Linked DNA regions of Mus musculus: region 1 is linked to region 2. Evidence: chromatin contacts called from public promoter capture Hi-C data. All regions are on one chromosome and are shown on one strand. Each heading gives the region's core, a stretch centred on a gene start, on an enhancer-like site or on the middle of the called end of the contact. The rest is flanking DNA. Distances are from core to core; before and after follow the strand shown. Region 1 holds the start of Sgta (small glutamine-rich tetratricopeptide repeat (TPR)-containing, alpha). Region 2 holds the start of Fgf22 (fibroblast growth factor 22).

What was found. Promoter capture Hi-C pulls out the DNA fragments that hold promoters and counts their contacts.
Region 1: a contact with region 2 is called in a promoter capture Hi-C map of liver, with 4 times the contacts expected there. The contact joins the promoter of Sgta here to the promoter of Fgf22 in region 2. A contact is called at or near these places in 3 of 39 promoter capture datasets (liver and pre-B cells).

The regions. Positions count from the first base shown.
Region 1 is chr10:81,058,816-81,062,665 of GRCm38.p6, forward strand. Sgta (small glutamine-rich tetratricopeptide repeat (TPR)-containing, alpha) reads right to left here and starts at 1,456. Exons shown (of 12, transcript NM_001358550.1): 1 at 1,313-1,456.
Region 2 is chr10:79,753,169-79,756,941 of GRCm38.p6, forward strand. Fgf22 (fibroblast growth factor 22) reads left to right here and starts at 1,941. Exons shown (of 3, transcript NM_023304.2): 1 at 1,941-2,137; 2 at 3,412-3,515; 3 at 3,596-3,773. The coding sequence starts at 1,951.

The DNA of each region.
Region 1 (3,850 bases), core at 206-2,705, 1.3 Mb after region 2:
AGACACAGAGACATAACAATTTCAACTGACTTTCTTTGTTTTTGTTGTTGCTAACATTTCATTTTTGGTTTTGGTTTTTCAGGACAGGGTCTCACTCTGCAACCTGGCTGTCCTGGAACTCATTCTGTAGACCAGAGGCTGGCCTCGAACTCTGAGAGCTCCTCCTGCCTCTGCCTCCTGAGTGCTGGGATCAAAGTCGGACACCACTACAACCTGGCTTTTGAGACAAGAGGATTTCACCATGTAGCCCAACATAGCCTTGAACTTCACTTCCATCCTCCCGATTCAGCCTCCTACAAGCTGGGATGACAGCCAGCAAGCCCAGCTTACAACTAAACGGGCCCAGACTGACATCCTTTTTACGTTAATTATGATGCCAGATGAGGTGGTGGCACCTACAGTCCTGGCAGAGGTGGCGCTGAGGCCAGCCTGGCTCACATAGTGAGTTCCAGGACAGCCAGAGACAGATAAAGACTTTGTCTCAAAACAAACAAACTATTAATTATGTCGATTTCATTTTCAGACAGGGTCTCACGTTGTGGTCCAGCTACCTCCACCGTGTTAGGTATCCAAGGCTGGGCCTGAACTCACTCCCCGCGATCCAGCTGTCTCCCCCTCTCAATTGAAAGACTGGATTATAGGTTGTGGACCAAAGTTCTAGACTATTTGCTCGAGTCTTTGCTTTTGGTTGTTTCGTTTTCTGAGACAAAGTATGTAGTCCTTGCTAGCATGGAAGTCCCACGATACTCCTGCCTCTGCCCATGTGTCAGCACACCTGCCTTACCATTGTTTTAAGAAAACTCCTCCTCAGAGAGGTCAAGCTATTTGCCCTAGCATGCACAGCTGGCCCTCTGCCCTTCAAACCCACACACTACCTACCTTTGGCACCAAAATCAAACACACCCTCCCAATGGGAAGGAGCACCCACAACTGCTCAGACAATGGTGACAACGTCCATTGTACAGAAGAGGAAAACTGAGGCTGTGGGCAGGCAACAGGCTAAGCAAGGTCACCAGGGTGAGGAATGGCAATGTAAGAGGGTCTTAGACCTTAGGGGCCCCGAGAAAACTGAGATCCGCCCCACACACACCTAAACGCTGACCTTTTCGTGAGAAAAAGCGACGAGGGGTGGGGGTGGGTTGGGACGCTGTCTGCCTCAGTTTCCTCTCTGCGCCGCCCGCTCACGTGACCCCGAAGAGAGCAGAAGTCCGGATCACAAGCCACCTTTGTCCCAGGGGCTCCCGAGCACAGCGAAGCTAAACCCACAGACCCCCGACGCCCATACGGGGCACGGCGGAGCCCCCAGCCTCACCTCTCAGTCGACCGAAGACCCGACCCACCGACGGCTGCGCCTGCGCACCGCGGCGCAGCCAAGCTCCGCCCTCAGGACCAAGACGCCTGCGCAGAAAAAAACCATTTCCTGTGTAGGTTTCCTTTTGCGCATGCGCTCAAGTGCACCCTTCGCTCTAAAACAGAAGTGACGTCACGCGAAGAGGGGGGTCACAAGCTGGTTGTTATGGAAACTGCCCTCTGGAGGCATCAGGAAAACCGGAAGTTAGTCTGACAGTCACCAAGCGGGTCAGGCCTAAAGCACGGTGGGGCGGCGGCGGACCCCTGAGGCACCAAGGCAGACCACGTGGTATGGAGTCTGTCACGTGATCTAGCTGCTTTCAGCAAGACAAATCTGAATCAAAGCCACTAACTGATGCTATGAAGTTTTTGGTTCTGTTTTCGTAATTTTTTTTTTTAAAGATTTATTTATTTTTATATGTAGGTACACTGTAGCTGTCTTCAGACACACCAGAAGAGGGCATCGGATCTCATTGTGGATGGTTGTGAGCCACCATGTGGTTGCTGGGATTTGAACTCAGGACCTTTGGAAGAGCAGTCAGTGCTCTTACCTGCTGAGCCATCTCACCAGCCCCCTGTTTTCGTAATTTTTTTTTTCTTTTTCCTTTTTTTAAAATGACAATACTACGAGCCCAGCCTGGCCCGGAACTCTTCATCCACTTCGCCCATCTTGGAAACTGGCATATCCCACTTTCTGTGAAAGCAGTAAGTGTGATTAACCACTAAACAATCTACTTCACTTATTTTTATATTTAAAACCTATTTACAAACTTATCTTTTGCACACCCCAACTTCTTTCTGATGCCTAAAAGAAAAACAAAGATTAGCAGCCAGACAGTGGTGGTGCTCGCCTTTAATCTCAGCACTGGAGAGGCGGGGGAATCGCGGTGAGTTTGAGGCAAGCCTTGTCTACAAAGGATAGCCAAAGCTACACAGAAAAACCTGTCTCAAAAAATAAAAACAGGAGCCGGGCGTGGTGGCCCACGCCTTTAATCCCAGCACTCGGGATGAGTTCGAGGCCAGCCTGGTCTACAGAGCGAGTTCCAGGACAGCCAGGGCTACACAGAGAAACCCTGTCTCAAAAAACCAAAAATAAATAAAAAAATAAAAATAAAAATAAAAACAGGTCGGGCGTGGTAGCGCACGCCTTTAATCCCAGCACTCGGGAGCCAGAGGCAGGCAGATTTCTGAGTTCCAGGCCAGCCTGCTCTACAAAGTGAGTTCCAGGACAGCCAGGGCTATACAGAGAAACCCTGTCTCGAAAAACCAAAAAAAAAATTAATAAATAAAAATAAATAAAACCAACTTATCTTTACTTTTGAATTATGTGGATGTCTATGTGTGGGTGTCTGCATGGGAATACAGTGCCTATAAAAATCAGAAGAGGGCATGGAATCCCCAAGGCTAGAGTTGGGTGCAGTGCAATTCAGGCCCTCTGCAAAAGCTGTATGTACTCTACTTTTTTTATTTTCTTTGAGACAGGGTCTCATACCGTAGGCAAGGTTGGGCTAAAACTGCACTACCCAGTTTGCAATATGTACTCTTAACCATTGAACTATCTCTCCTATTTTCATTTTACCATGTCTTACTATGTAGCTCAGGTTGACCTTAAATTTATGGAATTCCAGGTGGGCCATGGTGGCACAGGCCTGTAATCCCAGCGCTCAGTAGGCAGAGGCAGGAGGATCTCTGTGAGTTCCAGGACAGCCAGGGCCACACAGAGAAACCCTGTCTTGGAAGCAGAAAAGAAAAGCAAGAACTCTGTCCATCCCCCTGCATCAGTGTCCAAGTGCTGATATGATATGCTGTGATCCTGCCAATCCTCTGCACACACCCCACCTTTGACATGGCGTAGTTATAATTACCAAACTTAGTGTCCTGGGTTGGTTAGGGATGTGAGGTGTGCAATAAGTCAGGATAGAAAAGCTGTGAGGGACGTGAGAGGAGAGAAGATGTTGCCACCTTCACAGGAACTGATGCCATTCTCTATCAGAGAATTCCAGGGCAATTACCAACTCTTTAAGACTTTTCTTCTTTCCAGGGTGAAAACATACTGTTTTCTAGAAATCTTGCCAAAAATTCCCTTTACAGGGAAAGGGTACTGACATAATGAAACCCTCTTACAACCTGTGATTTCTGATCTTTATCTCATCAGATTAGTTTTAACTATCGAATTGACACAACCGAGAATCGCTTAGCAAGAGTCTCCATGAAGTGCCTAGATGAAGTTGGTCTGCTTGTGGGGGTGACCTTGATTAAACATAAGTGACACCAGGCTTGGTGGCACACCTTTAATCCCAGCGTTTGGGAGGCAGAGGCACAAGGACTTCTGAGTTCAAGGCCAGCCTGGTCTACAAAGTGAGTTCCAGGACAGCCAGGGCTATACATCGAAACCCTGTCTCAGGGGAAAACAAAAAACAAAAAACAAAAAACCAAACATAAGTGACATGAGAAGGCCCCGCCCATTGTGGGTGGCACCATCCCCAGGAAAAGAGATGCT
Region 2 (3,773 bases), core at 691-3,190:
TTAGCAGGCTCATGCTGTATGTGTACTGGGGAAACTGATGGTGGTCTCCTAACCCCAGCCCACCCCTTCCCTAACTCTGGCAAGTCGTTCCAGATTAACGCTTTCTTTCCCAAGGGGCTGTTTCATCAGCCTGTCTTCCTGCTTTTCCAGCTTTCATCTGACCCAACCTTCCTCTGGAGAAGTTTTTCCCCTTTTCGCCTGCAGGAAAAGCCTGCCCGCTCTCTTTCTCAGTCACCCAGACTGAGCCTTTTCCTTCTCTCTTTCTGGTGCTCCTCACTTCCCAAGCCCTTCCACCTCCACCCTCACCCTCTCCAGCTGCACTCTCCAGCGACCCCTTTGTTTTTCCATTTCAGCCATTTGTTGTTGTTGTTGCTGCTGTTTCTCAGGCCCCTCCATTTCCACCTGCAATTTTCCCAACTGCTCAGCTGTTCTTCCAACTTTTTTTTCAAAACAGAACATACGAAGAATAAAAGGAAAACAAAACAAAACAAAACAGAAAATCTCCTCTGGGAGCAAGGCATGGGATATTCCAGTAGTAACAACACCAATACATTTTTGCTGGTGTCTTGAAAAACACAATCCATTCCTTCACCCCCTGCCATTTCCTCTATGGGCAATTGAAGTCAGATTTCCCACTTTTATCCTTACCTTTCAAGCCCCTTGTTGAAGCACCAGGTGTAGCCCATTTTTGCTACTTTGTGGGTTCTTTTTTCCCACTCTTTATCCAGCCCCCAAGTCTCACCACCCTGTCACTAGATAAGAGAGAAAGAAGGACAGGGAGGGGGAGGAGAATCTAATTTCTTTCTTCTTGTTTCTTCTTTGACCATAACTACTAACAGACTGCAGCCAAGCCCCCTGAACAACCAACAACCAACCTATGCAGGCTCTAGCATTTATTTATTTGTTTGTTTGTTTAGCTGGGTTTTCAAGATAGGGTTTCTCTGTGTAGCCCTGACTGTCCCAGTGTTTGCACTGTAGAACAGGCCTTGAACTCACAGAGATCTACCTGCCTCTGCTTCCCCAAGTGCTGGGACTAAAGGCATGCACCACCATTACCACCTGGCTGGGTACTAACATTTATATACCCTCTGACAAGTTCCCAGCATTCCAAATGTCATTCAATCTCAGAAACTACCTGCAGCTGGCAAAACCACGCCTCTGCTAGAGCATGAGGCAAATCATAGTCAGCTGCTGTGGACAGTTCAAAGCAGCCCCACACCCCACACCTGGGGTTAAAACAAAAACACATTCTTGTAATATTTCTGTGTTTTAAAAAGAAACCAAGTGGGGCAGTGGTGGCGCACGCTTTAGTCCCAGCACTTGGATGGCAGAGGCATGCAGATTTCTGAGTTCGAGGCTACCCTGGTCTACAGAGTGAGTTCCAGGACAGCCAGGGCTACAGAGAGACCCTGTTTCGAAAAACCAAAACCCAAAAAACAAAAATCCCCACAAATTTCCAAAATTGTCACTACAATTGACACCTTTTGAAATCGAGCATACCTCATTGCCACCTGTCTCTGTCTCTCACTGTCTCTGTCTGTACATCTCTGTCTCCTATCTTTGTCTTTTGTCTCTGTTTCTTTGTTTTCCCTTCCTTCTGTCTCTCTGGTTTCAGTCTATCTCTGGTCTGGTTTTCCTTCACCTCTGTTCCTTCTCTGTTTACTCTGTCTTCTGTTTCTGGTATCTCTGGTCTCTCCATCTCTGGGCTCCTTGTCTCCAATCTCTGTTCCTCTGTAATCTCACTCTTCAGTCTCTAGTCTGTATCTCTCTCCAGCCCTGCACCTGTACCCGCCCCCCTTGGTGACAACCGGACTAGGGACAACCAGGAGCCCACAGAACCCGCAATTGGAGTCGAGGCCCCGCCCCCACGCGTCCATTGGACGGCAGCTGCCCTAACCCCGCCCCCGACCGTGCAGCTGGAACACCGCGCGCTGTCCGGCACAGGTCGGGATGCGCAGCCGCCTCTGGCTGGGCCTAGCCTGGCTGCTGTTGGCGCGGGCACCGGGCGCTCCGGGAGGGTACCCGCATCTGGAGGGCGACGTGCGCTGGCGCCGCCTCTTCTCCTCCACTCACTTTTTCCTGCGTGTGGACCTTGGTGGTCGGGTGCAGGGGACGCGTTGGCGGCACGGCCAGGACAGTGAGTGCTGGGGCAGCAGGAGATGGGCACTGCATCCCGTGGGCTCCTAAGCAGAGCAGGAGTTGCTGGGTGGGGTCAGTGGCCTACTTACAGGGCAAACTGATGAAGGGAGATTGCTTCTCCTGGGATTGTGACCTGCCTGAATTGGGGTTCCCTCTGTTCCCAGACATCACTATTTGGCAAATGAGGTAAGATGGGATGCCCTGATCTCAAGGTCCTGCTAAGAGACCAGAAAGGGAGTGAGCCCTGCTTTGCATACAGAAGGCCTTCCATAAGTGCCTGTGGCATGTATGTGGCAAAAAGAGAGGCCATTGTGAGGAGGAAGCTGGGGGTGATGGGGAGGCCACAGCCAGCTTCTCTGGTGCTAAACTCTGGCAGAGTTACTGGGAGGGTTTGAGCTCAGCCCTGAGCAGGTGACAGGGCACTGCCCATCCCAGTGGCTTTCATCTGGGTTCCAAGGCCCTCATTAGGCCACAGAGGACAAGGGCTATGACAGGGGACTGGCTGGGCAGGTCCATCCATGGTAGCACAGCCAGGCGGGGTGGCCCCAGGCTGAGGAAGAGGCCCAGCTGAGTGACCTGGCCCTTCGGTATGTCTGAAATTTAGATCCCACCTGGATAGGGACGGGGGTGACAGATGAAAGGCTCTGTGGGGATGGGGCTCTTCCCTCCTTAACTTGGTAGTTCCTGTGTGGTACTGGCCAAGAGCATGCATTGTGAACCAAGATGGCAGGTGCAGACGGTCCCCCCTGGGGTGAAGCAAATGTACTTCTTTCAGAGCAGGAAGGGATGGTGGAAGAATGGTGTGGCTGATGTCCCCAGCATGAGGCCTCAAGTTTCCAAAGACAGTCTGGGCCCAGAGGCCTGTGGTGGGATTCAAGCCTTCCCTGAACCCCCTTCCTAGAGGAAAGCTCAGACTCCCAGCCAGCTAGGGCTTGCCAGAGATGGTCACAGGGGGTTGAGCAGACAGATGAAGTCCAAAGCTGGCTCTTCCAATCCCAGGCCTCAGTTTCCCTTCTGGAAGTAGGTACAGTTGGCACCCCGTCCCCTGGGTTGTGTAGGCTCCATGAAACAGAGGGCATACAGCCGGTGCTTAAGCTCCATGAAACAGAGGGCATACAGCCGGTGCTTAAGCATGGCCTGGTCTTTTCTGGCCAGCCTGTGCTCCTTAGTCTCCAGGCTCCATGCCAGCTGGGCTTGGAGACCCAGTGGTGATGGGAACTGAAGAGCCCACATGTGGCTGCTGCCTGACCATCTACTCCTGTCTCCACTCAGGTATAGTGGAGATCCGTTCTGTCCGTGTGGGCACTGTGGTGATCAAAGCTGTGTACTCAGGCTTCTATGTGGCCATGAATCGCAGGGGCCGCCTCTATGGGTCGGTGAGTGACTGGCGGTGGGCAGCTACTGGGTGGCAATGGTCAGTGGTGCAGACAGCCAGTCTCACGCACCCGCCCTGCAGCGGGTCTACTCTGTGGACTGTAGGTTCCGGGAGCGCATCGAGGAGAACGGCTACAACACATACGCCTCGCGACGTTGGAGGCACCGCGGCCGACCCATGTTCCTGGCACTTGACAGCCAAGGCATTCCCAGGCAAGGCAGACGGACACGACGGCACCAACTGTCCACACACTTCCTGC